Linked DNA regions of Mus musculus: all the other regions are linked to region 3. Evidence: chromatin contacts called from public HiChIP or PLAC-seq data. All regions are on one chromosome and are shown on one strand. Each heading gives the region's core, a stretch centred on a gene start, on an enhancer-like site or on the middle of the called end of the contact. The rest is flanking DNA. Distances are from core to core; before and after follow the strand shown.

Region 1 (3,844 bases), core at 1,272-3,771, 140 kb after region 3:
TCAGGTTTTCCTGGCTTTTAAAGTCCAATAAAACAGGTATGAAAAAAGTGTCAGGTCCCAAGGAAGTTGTGGCTAAGTTTGCTTGTAACTTTGGATTTTCCTCTGCCATAGATCTTTGAGGTATTCTGCTATAGAAAGCAGTCCTTTCTGCTGTATCAAGTAACAGTTCATCAGTTATGAATTTGAGTGGACAAATCTCAACATCTTCGGTAGCACGAGTCAGTGCCTCTTCCACATGCACGGTCTTTCTCAGCTGCTGTTTACTATTATGGGACCTTTTCCTTCTACGGATTCCCGTGTTCTGCCTTGCAATATTAAGCAACCTTGAATCTTGTTTTGTTGTGGGACTCAACATTCTTTTGCTTGGAAACTCTAGTGTGCAGTTCTCACTTTTCTTTTCAGTTGACATAAGGCTGGGTTTCTGTAAAAGTTTCAAAGTTCTCAAGTTCTTTTGAGCCCATGCTTTTTGTTTAGACATGGGGTAGTCACCCTTTCTCCTGGGATTTCTATCCCAGGTATTGTTGCGTGGTATGGAGCCAATCTCAGGTTCCTCTGTATTTAGAAGTTGCAACATTCCACTCACCATGCTGCTTTGTTGGTTATTTATGTTGACCGGCTGTGCTTGTCCATCATATAGAGCTCTATCTAACTCAAAACATGTTGCTGAATTAATCAGCTTTAAACCAGATTTCACAGAATTAGGCCCTGCCATACTCCGAGAACTGAAATTGAAGTGCTGGGAACTTAGTGGGTTTCCTTTTTCACCTTGACTTTTTATAGTTTTGGTGCCATTTGAAGTAGCATCCTTGTCAGTGGGATGTGCATGACAAGATCTCTCTTCATGTACTGACTGGTTATGAAGTTCATGACTAAATCTTGTTGTCCACATTATATCCCTATTTTTTAGTCCATTACACGTGCTAACATCAAGAGACATAGGCATAGAAGACAAGCTAGCATTTAGGGCTGAAACTGCCACAGGTTTACGTTGTTTTGGTGTTCCACATCCTGCAGTAATATGTGTCTGAGAGATTGCCGCGTTACTTGCTTTAACAGTTAGATAATTGGTATTCATTTCATCTCCCTTGTCCATGAATTTTAATATCTTACTTTCTTTACATGTAGGTGTGGACAAACCCAAAGTCTCTAACATCATTGCTGTCAATTTCTGTGTTAATCTTTTATTTTTCTCCGATGTTGGGTCTTTCAATATGATTACATTAAGGCTATCAGGTAAGACACCAGAATGTACTAATAATTCAGAAATCTGTGATTTCAAGGTTTTTCGAGATAGATTTTTTCTATGACCACACTGTGGAATAGTTAATACCTTTGAAACAAATGCTCTCCTTCCTTTCATAGTTACACCAGCTGAACACATTTTACCTTGTAAGGCTTTGTATGTAAACATCTTGCTCTGTCTTTTAGATCTTGGTACCTCAAGAGTTGAGAGATTCAAAGACTCTGAGATGGTTGCTTGTAGATCATTTTCAAGCTCATCTCTATCCAATCCATCCCAACTGTTCAATTCCTGTGCCAGAGTTCCATCAGCTGGACTGTGGTATTTTGTTCTAACAGTCTTAACTGCATCTATTTGTGAGTCTTCTGATTTTAGGGAATGAAGCTTTGAAATTGATGTATAAACATCATACTGTCCTTGCGTTTTATCTGCTGACTGACTCTGCTGTGGGACATCTTGTTCCACAACGAACAGAATGTTCCTCCCTCTTTGTTCCACTACTTTATGAGAGTGAGGATCCCTGCTTGGATGTGAATAAAATACAAAATGTTGGCTCTGTTGTGGAAGTGACAGTGATACTGTGTCACCATCATTTTGCTTTTCTTCTTTATCTTGAATATCAATTTCTTTGATATCATCTGAAGTAACCTTCCCTTTATGACACATTATCTCTGACTTCATTTGCATGAAACAGGGTGTTTTTTCACTCAGTAAGCGGTTTTCTATCTTGCTGCTCATATTAATATCAGCTGCAGCACTTTTTGAAGAGGAAGTTTCATCCGCAATTTTTTTCTCCTGATATGTGTGTTTCATTTTGGTTGAGTAACATTTCATTTCCCCACTATGGTTTGAATTAATGCATGAGACTGATAGTTCCTTTGCCTCCTTTTCACTGTCACCAGTGTGTTCAACGTGTTGTCTTTCATGAAATAGATCACATTCTTTTTCAGATAATGCATTGTCCTTGGCTTTCCCAAATTTTAAAGGGGAAACACTGAAATAGGCCTCTAGCCTTTCTAATTGAAATTCATCACGGATGGGACATGTTGCAGAACACAAACTAGCTTCTGTGAGTGTTTGTGGTTGTACCTGAGTGGTGGTTCTCCATAGTTGGTTCAGTTGTTTGTCTGATCTAACAAGATTGTGGTCTTTTTCTTGATTCATACCAAATATAAAGCAAGGGCTATTTTTTGAGATCAGGAATTCTTCTGGTTTCTCTTTCCCCCCTCCTTCATAGTTCTTCATGCTAGAGAAACTACTTGCATCAGCAGAGCTCGAGCAGTGTGCATTTCTTCCATTTGGTGACTTCTCTTGCATTAGTTGCAAATGACCAAGTCTTCTAGTTCTCTGTTTTTCTGTCCATGATTTTGAGCTTCTAATTTTTTTGTTGGGCAAAATATGTACCTTGGAAGGAACAATGTCCAAACCGGCATCTGCTATGTTAGCCCTTTCCTGTGGACCTTTAATTTCTTTGTTACATTTTAGGTTTTTGCTGTACCTGAAGTTCACTATCTGTGGTAGTTTTGTTTCACTCATAGTTTTCCATCGTTGTCTCCGACTCACTGGTGTCTGCTTCTTTGATCTTAGTGTTTTTCTCTTTCCTTTAGGTCTAGAAACAAAGGACTTTGTAACGGAGTCAGACGACTGCAGGAATGTCATCTGCAGATATGTTGATGTCTCCGAGTCGTTTACAACAGGATACAAACCTAGTTCACGTTCAGAGATTCTGTTAAATTCTAAATCATCATCTATCATGTTTGCATACTCACCAGGCGAAGAGGTCCCTACTTTAGGAAATAAACTTTCAGGAACCACAGGGAAGGTGAAAGCATTTTCTGCTTTGGTAGTTTTCTGTAATTCTGGAGTGTCTAGGGGATCCATTTGGAGGTTAGCCTTTAAAGCATTTTGCAGGGCATCTTCTTGGACTTTTATCCTTTGACTGTTAACAGGCTGTTCTTGACTTGTAGAGGAGGGTGATAGGTCTGGGAGAGTTTCCTTCCTTTGATCCACATCAGCCCCCAGGTGTTGGCCAGGCTGAAATACCTGTAAAGAGGGGTTTTGTTTCCCTCTTTCAGGTTTCTTCTCTTTATTGTAGAATGCACTACTTTCAGCAGTGCAAGCAACACATAGTTTGCTTGCTAGTTCTCCTTGCTTTAGTGGAGCATGATGGAATAGCCCCTGCCTTCTGCTATCGATGGCTGCGCAAAGAGTGTTTTGATATTCAGGTAAACATGCTTTAGCTTGGCTTATCTTTTTAAACTTAGCCTTGAAGTCTAATTTTGACTTCTTTTTATTGCCTCTGATATTGAATGGTTTTGAAGCTGGTGGTTTCATCTTATTCATATACTTCAGCCTCACTATACTTCCATTTGTGAATTTTGTCTGGTCTTTTTTCTTTTTAGAACGAGGCAAAACAGGCATGCAGTGACTTAAAAGCCACAATAAAGCTTCGTGGGTAAAACCACAACTAATTTCCCTTGTATCATTTCCATTATTTGGAACATTGCTTTCTCTTGCTTGGCTCAGAGAGGTTCCCATCAGTAATTTTTCTGGTGTTGGAGAAACCAACTGGAATTCTGCAGAATTTAGGAGCTCTGCTTGTGT
Region 2 (3,855 bases), core at 1,278-3,777, 230 kb after region 3:
ACTTGATCCTTTCCAGTGTTTCCATGAGTCTCTGCTGGCGGTTAGTCCTCAAGGTGTCTGTTTAAAGAATTGGCGGACCAGAAGTTTAGACAGTTTTTCTTTCCCCTCCTGCCTCTCAGTCTCTGTAGTGGCTCCCTGCCCTCTTCTTTCTCTACATTGTTGTGCTTACTCTCTCCTCTCAGACATCTCAGTAGTGCTAAAATTTATTTCTGTTTCATCCTTGAAAACTTTCTGTTTCACATCTTTGCCTCAACTCCCCACTTCCCAGCACAGTATGCTTTGTCCTTTAAATTCTGATATTGTGGTTTTCCTTCTTACAAACTTAATACTATTTTTTTTCTGGAGTCTTTTTTGGTTTGTTTGTTTTTGTGTCACCAGCTCTGGCTGTCTTGGACGCCCTTGTAGACCAGGCTGGCCTCCACTGCAAGGAGCTCCATCTGCTCCTGCCTCCCAAGTGCTGGGATTATAGGCATGCGCCATCACACTGGCTTTTTTTCCTCTCCCTGTGTTTTTTACAAGACAAATACTCAATATATATCCTAGTCTAGCCTGGAATATTTCTGTGTGGTCCAGGCTGGCCATGAACTTATAATCTTCCTGCTATAGCCTTGTCAATGCTGGGGTTTTAAACCTGTATTACCATGCCTGGCCTATGTTTGTCATTTCTTCAGGATAAACTTTCTAACCTTTAATCACTCTTCTTCATCTCACCCCCCGTTCTCCTCACTGTCATGGGCAGATTTTCCTCTCCTTCTTTCCAAGGTACTGTAGAACTCAGTTCATGGACTTAGAGCACTTCCTTGCATGTACCTCCCTTATAGCCTACATTTGGGTCCCTTGTTTGTTCAGTGCAAATCCACCAAGGTCGGAGATTTTGGAAAGCCTCCACGACTGTCTGTATTAGTCACTTTTATATTTCTGTGATAAAGCACCAAGACCAAGGCAACTGATCAATGTGTTTAGTTGGGCATATGGTTCCAAAGGGTTAGAATCTATTATGGCAGATTGATGGCATGGCAACAGGAACAGCTGAGAACTCCTGCCCGGAAGCTTAGTGGAAGGCCTAGAGTACACCGGGGATGGGGTGGGGACTTGAGGTCTCAAACCCTGACCCCTGTAACATGCCTCCTCTAACAAGGCCACGTCTCCTAATCCTGCGTTAATAGTTCCACCAACTAGATATCAAATGTTCAACTGTATGAACCTCTGGGGGTTAATCCCACTTAAACTACCGTGCTGTCCAAAGCTTTTCAGGTGATTTACTCTTCCTTTCAGCATCCTTCTCTTCCTTGTGGATGGAGTTAGGAGTTCCTTGCAGTTGCTTGCTTGCCCGTGCCCTCACCAGATGGAGTCACAGTCCTCTCATCCTCCTCACTGCTGTAGACCTTGAGCTCAGGAAATATGTTTTTAAGTATTTGTTAAAATCATAGATGTTAACATCATATTCTTGACTTACAGTTCAGAAGAGGAAGATGAAAAGCAATGGCAAGCAAGAATGGATCAAAAACAAGCATTGCAGGTACTCACATAACATGGGAATTCACAACGGCTGTTGTTACTTGAAATGATGAAAATGAGTAATGCTTATGAGGTATGATGGCTTATGAAAGTTCCCAATAAAAAGTGAAGATAACTTTAACTGTGTGTGTTTCTCATTGCACGTGTGTATATGATGTATATGTGTGTGTATATATAAAATCCACACTTACCCATGCATTCCATGCACTTGTATATTGGATTTGCCATTAATGGACTTCTTTCCTCTTTTTTTTGAGTATTTGGAGACTGGGTTTCTCTTATATTTTGGGTTGGGAGCCTAGCCTTCAATGGCTAAGCCATCTCTCTAGCCCAAGACAGGGTTTCTCTGTGTAGACCTTGAACTCACAGAGTTCAGCCTGATTCTGCCGCTTCCCATGTGCTAGGATTGTAGTTGTACAGCACCATGTCGAGCTTCATTATGTCTTCCCGTATATCCAAAGTAAGCTCTTTTCAAAACAACGGACCATTCACGAAGTAAATATGCTTCTTGAGAATATGAGAATACTTTCTTGGGGCCAAGAATATGTAACTTGGTGATAGTGTTCACTTTACATGCATGACACCCTGGATTCAATCCCTAGTGCCACAAGTAAATGCTTCTTCACTGTGATGCCTGTCACAGAGCATATACTTCTGTGTACAGATTATATAAGGCCGTATCTATCATATAAACACAATGAGTATTTGTAACAGTGACTAGGCCTAAATGGGTGAATATAAATGTAATGATGTTAACATTTTACTCTTTATAGGAAGAATTCTTTCATAATCCTCAGGCCATAGATATCGAGTCTGAGGACTTCAGCAGCCTGCCTCCTGAAGTAAAGCATGAGATCTTGACTGACATGAAAGAGTTTACCAAGCGAAGGCGAACACTGTTTGAAGCAATGCCAGAGGTAAAACACCCAGCAGTGCACAGTGGCACACCAGTGCTTAGAACTAAGAACTTGAGCAAAGCTTCACAGAAGGAAGAGAAAAATGGGAAGTGGTACTTAGAGTCTAAGTCTCTAATTTAGGTAGGTCCCAGTTGCAAGGACACAGCATCTGTGTATCTCAGGTCACATGAGACATTGTTTATGCATTTACTATAATCCATAAACCGTCAAAGAAGGCTTCTGCACTCGGTAGGCCTTTTCTTGTGTGCGTCCTCAGTACCCTGTAACATAGTGCTCAGCACAGAGCATGCCTGTCCGATAATGGCTACATTCTCAGCAGGCCACTCAGTGTCTCACATAGTAAGTGCCCAGCGCCAAATGGTTCTTGGGCTAGTTCATAAAAAGTTACTTCACACCACAACATACAGTATGCACAAAAAGTAACTAACATGGAAAATACTTCCAAAGTGGAATTCCGGATACAGGATGCGTGTTCATCGCTTTCTTTGTGAATAGTAGAAACAGGCCTGAATGTGGCGATTTCAAAGTCACAGGAAGCTGGAGCGGGGGTGGTGTACATGGCTGGGTGTTGTTGAATGTGTCCTGTTCCTGTAGCTGTTGTAGTCTTGGTTTATGCTGCCTTTGAGCATTTGGTATTTTTAGTTCCTGATGCATGAGTTCCACTTCCCTTCCTTTTGCCACCACCTGCTGTTTCCAGCAGTTCTTCTCCAACAGTGAGGTAGAATGTAAACTTAGCAATTTAGGTAGTTGTTTGGTTTTGGTTTTTGTTTTTTTAGCTTGCTGTAGACTTTAGGATGCTTTTTACTTTGGTGTCAGAAAGATGAAAAAGATGGATGTATCACTCCCTTTTGGTTTTCTATGTATTTAGGATAAGAAAATAGTAATAAGTGAATGGAAGTGATGTTATTACGTTTTTGGGTACAAGAATAACTTTGTTTTCATTTTGGGAGAAAACAATCTAGGTTCCATCTATTTTTCACGCTCATGTCTTCACAGATGTGAAGAATCATTAAGTATGACTGATAGAAATTGTGTTTGAGTGGAAAGGAGAAATATAGCCTCTAGTGGTTTTCTCTTTTTCTTTGTGCAAACGTGATGTTGCTAGGGCTAGAAGGCTGGGATGGTCCCATAAGTAGAAAAGTTCTGAGTAGTCTAGAATAGACCTTGGTATGACTTATCTATCATGTACATGGGATGTTGATAGGAGAAGATCCATGTCTTAATAGCAGGGATAGTCATGAGACTAATAATAGACTCAGTTGTAGTAAGTCAACTTTCTGATGTCTAGTATTGAAGTCTCAAGCTTATCATTTGCAGATGGGGAATAGGAAAATGTCTCATTGGATGTCTGTAGAAATAATTCAAGGTAGTTAATATAAAAGTACTTGGAATGTCCTCCATGGGAAAGGTTTTATTCATA
Region 3 (3,925 bases), core at 320-2,819:
TGGAAATATGTCTAATTCTCATCAAACTTCTAGGGAAAAGCTGCCTTTTCTTTCCTCCCTTCCCTCCCATCCCATTTTTTGTTCATTTTAATCTTAAGATTTACTCATTGTTTTCATCAACTTTGTAATTGTAAGTTAACTTAATCCAAAAGAAAAAATTAACATTCTGATCCCAAGAAATTCTTTCAAGTTACAATTTAATATATTTTAATATATTTGCTCATAGAGCAAAGTATGAGGAGTCAATGGAAATGCTGTGGTTTGAAACAAATGGCATACACGGGATTCTAGGAACCTGCCTCTTAAACTGGAGACCATAGAAATGCACAGGGCCCATGATTGAATAGGAAAAAATTATTTTCATCCTCCACATGTTCTTAATTATGAACACAGGCAACCTTTGTTATTAAAGTGTGTAGTTTAGATATATTCAAATGCCATTTACAATTGTTTTCCAATTTAAAAATAACATTAGTTATTAGACTTGACGATGGCTCTGTTATTTAATTTTAAAAAGAGCACACATGTAATTACTTACATATATGAAACTATTGCAATACAACAAAAATTAAGTTGTTATAATTCTTTCAACCGTCTACTTCCTGTATAATCCTATATATTTCATCTTATGCATTTAAAGACATCTCTGTGGTAAGGTGTCTTGAGTTTGTCAATGGGATAATTAAGATTACTCTGGGCGCCTTCTTGCTGCTGGGACTTTTGGAGTAGACACAGCAGTCGCTGCCACTAAAGAGAAGAATTACCACACTTATGGCTGTGGTTCGGTGCTCAGTATTTCAGAGGCCTCCAGGCAGGCTACACACTGAAAAAACGTGCAGAATCTCTCACTGGTACAGAGTAGATTTGTCACAAATAGGAAAATATTAATTCACCCCCACAATATTCTTAATTATGAATGTTGGCAACCTTTGTTACTGGATAATCTGTGTAGTTTAAATTTCAAATGCCATTTACGATTGCTGTCACTGTGCATCCTAATGGGAAAAAAACCCCGCAAACTATGGCTCGGTAACTGTGTTACAAAGAGGAACTTCACTGGAGAAAAGGCAGGTATTTTTCTGAAATTCCGGATGCCAAGGGTAAGTAAGCCACGAAGACAGGAGGGAGCTCATTTCTGTCACGTGTTTTGCTTTGGGGACTCTGGCGACAAAACAGCCGACAACCCACTTCCTGTTGACTAAACAGCACCTCACCCTGCCAGAAAGGCCGGGCCGCTAAATCTGAGACTTCCGCGCTCGACTTTACAGGCTTCCGGTCCGCAGCGGGTTAAGCCAACCTCGGCGGCGTCGCGAGGATCCCACGCCTCAGGCAGACAGCCCGTTCCTCTCGCTGCTTCTCACGGAGAGTGACAGCTCGGAAGGCAAGAACCTCCCTCCAGTGCGTTGTCATCCGCAGCAGCGCACACTCCGTTCCAGCTCTGCAGCCTGGGTAACATTCCCTCGTCGTGACTCGTAGCGGCGCCGTTAGCTTACGTTGAAGCGTATGATTGGCTAGACACCTCTGACCGCACACGATTGGGTACTGGTGGCCAGGCTCCGCCCCTTCCCCACCTCCGTCCCGCGGTAGCCGGGTGTCCTCGCGCCGCTCGTCCGCGCGCTGCCTGGCAGTTTGCCTCTTCCTCGTCTGTCCTCCAGCTTGCGTCCATGGCCACCGCCGCGACCGAGGAGCCCTTTCCTTTCCACGGTCTTCTACCAAAGAAGGAGACCGGGGCCTCCTCCTTCCTGTGCCGCTACCCGGAGTATGACGGGCGCGGGGTGCTCATCGCCGTCCTGGACACAGGGGTCGATCCCGGGGCCCCGGGCATGCAGGTGAGGCGGCGCCCAAGGGCCCGTAGCCCAGAGGGCCGAGCCTGGAACAAGGCGGGGACCGGACGGGCCGGGGCGGCCCGGACAGCTCTGGGAGACCTCCAGGCCCTGTTCCCTGTCCACACAAAAGCGGTGTGGTCAGCGTGGCTGTTCGGGATCGGGGGCCGCGGGGAAGCTTTGCTGGTCAGCCTGGGCGTTCCAGGCCCCACACCTCTTCAGGGTCCGCACCCGACCTCGGCATGGGAAAATTTTACAGTTTTATAGGTCTGGGAGGGCGCGGGAGCGTGGGGGGCACCAACGATAGGGGTAACAGCCTTGAAGAGATCCTTAGTGATGTTTAAGAGATACTCGTTTTGGCAAGGCCAGCAAAGTGAGTTCCCAGAATTCGACCCAGTCCGCTTCCGGAATGGTTTCTTCTGATACTTTTGTTCTATTTTTAAGTTATTTGCTGGTGTTTGTTCAGGGTCCTTGAAATCTTTTGGGTTAGTCTTTTTTTTTTTTTTTTTTTCAAAGGGCCCGACTAATTTGTTTCGGGCGAACTTTTCAGGCCTTATAAAATGTGCATTTTAAACGAGAGAACATACTTTGATTACGACTTCCTAAAAATGACTTCATTTCCTTTATTCAAGTTAGAAGTCTTTAAGAGCAGGGACCTTACTGATGTTAAAAAAAAATGCCTGAATAAAATGTATTCTGTGTTTAAATAGCCTCTTACTAAAACCCCCTCATAAGTACTCTCTAACCTTTGTTGAAGAGCTTATCTGACTAAAACTAGAGTTTATTTACCCTCTTTTCGGTCCGTGGTCAGTTTATCAAATAGATAGATTAGATCACATTGATACCATCTTATCCTTGTTCCTCACAAAAGAGGGATACTAATTCCTCTCCTCCTAGCCCTTGATTTGTTTCCTCCAATCTTTAGTTTTCTCATTGTGCTGCCTAATAATTGACATAAATGGATGGGAAGGTAATTGACGTACATGTTAGAGGTTATTGGAAAGGATAGGAAAGAAGCCTGTGTGGACACTCTGGGACTCTCAGGGAATCCTGCTTCCAAGTGTTTGTTACTTCTTCCCCTTTCTGGTGCACACCTGAGCCCTGAAGCACACAGTGTCAGAGTCTCTGATTAGAAGTTCAAGTGACTACAGTTATTTTATTAATAGTAATTGCTAAGGTTTAAAACTTGGTAACAGCAATGACACGTTGTGAATTTATTACACAGTGGAAGTGCTTCCCAATACACAGGAGTGTGTGTTTACTTTTTGTAGGGTGTGGGAGAACAACTAGGGTAAGTGGCTCACTAGTTCTTAGCGTTAGAGGTTCAGAAAATCCTGAAGATTTTGGCGTAGTACTACTCAGTGGACATTTGTAGAATTTTTGGTTCTGGTTAGAGTATTTTGTTTCTGTAAAGTAACAGTTTTTACCCCATAGGATTACTTGATAATTGAGCAGCCAACACACATGATTTTACAGTGCTAAAGTGTTAAGTACTTTTTTTTTTTTTTAAAGTCCTGAATAAACACTAAATGCTAGCAGAAGGAGTTCATGTTGGGTCATTGTCTGAAGGGAAAATATGCTTGATATTTACACAAACATTAACATTTAGTCAATAAAACATTGAACCAAAAGAAAACATAAGATCATCCAGCATTTATTCTCAGATTCTAAACATGATCTTTTGTTTAAATTCAGCAAGGAACTTACATGGGTGACTTTGATTTTTTTTTTTTTTTCTTACCTGAGGAAATTATTTTGTAGCTCTGTGTGTACATCATTAAGGTAAAAAGCAAATAGAAATAAAAAGAGAAGGAGGCCTTTCTGGCTATTTGAGTTGTCAAATGGGATCTAAGTAAAGGACTAGAGGTTACAAATGAGAACTTGGAGAAACCAGCCAGTGTCTCCTCCTTTAACTTCCTTAGACCAAGTCCTTTTTTGTCACAGCTTCTGGGTGTATGCAAAGTAGAGGGCAGAGTCAGGTGTGATAGCACACTCCTGTATACAGACTGCATGAGGAGATTAATAATTACCTAAATGTTTAATATTCTCTCAGCAACCATTCAAGTACCTAGTATGTGGCTACAATTCCATTGAATAATGAA

Evidence for each region. HiChIP or PLAC-seq counts read pairs in DNA pulled down with a chosen protein or histone mark.
Region 1: an H3K4me3 HiChIP or PLAC-seq map of bone marrow-derived macrophages shows a contact between it and region 3, with 3 times the contacts expected there. The contact joins the enhancer-like site here to the promoter of Tpp2 in region 3. A contact is called at or near these places in 12 of 39 promoter capture datasets (the 3T3-L1 cell line, the C10 cell line, the HPC-7 cell line and 8 more), 1 of 15 datasets of contacts at CTCF or cohesin (CD8 T cells), 1 of 484 Hi-C or Micro-C datasets (nephron progenitors), 11 of 115 datasets of contacts at active chromatin or transcription factors (the 230-238 cell line, the SCID.adh cell line, T-cell acute lymphoblastic leukemia and 6 more) and 3 of 9 other capture datasets (adipose tissue, liver and pancreatic islet).
Region 2: a contact with region 3 is called in an H3K27ac HiChIP or PLAC-seq map of microglia, with 4 times the contacts expected there. The contact joins the enhancer-like site here to the promoter of Tpp2 in region 3. A contact is called at or near these places in 6 of 39 promoter capture datasets (the 3T3-L1 cell line, the C10 cell line, the HPC-7 cell line and 2 more), 1 of 484 Hi-C or Micro-C datasets (olfactory sensory neurons), 3 of 115 datasets of contacts at active chromatin or transcription factors (the 230-238 cell line, bone marrow-derived macrophages and microglia) and 3 of 9 other capture datasets (adipose tissue, liver and pancreatic islet).

What each region holds. Positions count from the first base shown.
Region 1 is chr1:44,068,395-44,072,238 of GRCm38.p6, forward strand. Gm8251 (predicted gene 8251) reads right to left here. Exons shown (of 4, transcript NM_001376984.1): 4 at 1-3,844. Among named protein-coding and RNA genes, the nearest start is that of Gm8251, 9.4 kb to the right of the region's middle. Within about 2 kb of position 2,522, at least 4 of the 459 cell types and tissues checked have an H3K27ac peak or open chromatin away from gene starts, as enhancers often do. A contact at or near this core is called in bone marrow-derived macrophages, where this site is marked.
Region 2 is chr1:44,159,519-44,163,373 of GRCm38.p6, forward strand. Ercc5 (excision repair cross-complementing rodent repair deficiency, complementation group 5) reads left to right here. Exons shown (of 15, transcript NM_011729.2): 5 at 1,459-1,519; 6 at 2,292-2,435. Among named protein-coding and RNA genes, the nearest start is that of Ercc5, 14 kb to the left of the region's middle. Within about 2 kb of position 2,528, at least 22 of the 459 cell types and tissues checked have an H3K27ac peak or open chromatin away from gene starts, as enhancers often do. A contact at or near this core is called in the 230-238 cell line, bone marrow-derived macrophages and microglia, where this site is marked.
Region 3 is chr1:43,932,425-43,936,349 of GRCm38.p6, forward strand. It overlaps Tpp2 (tripeptidyl peptidase II), which reads left to right and starts at 1,570. Exons shown (of 29, transcript NM_001310540.1): 1 at 1,570-1,829. The coding sequence starts at 1,665.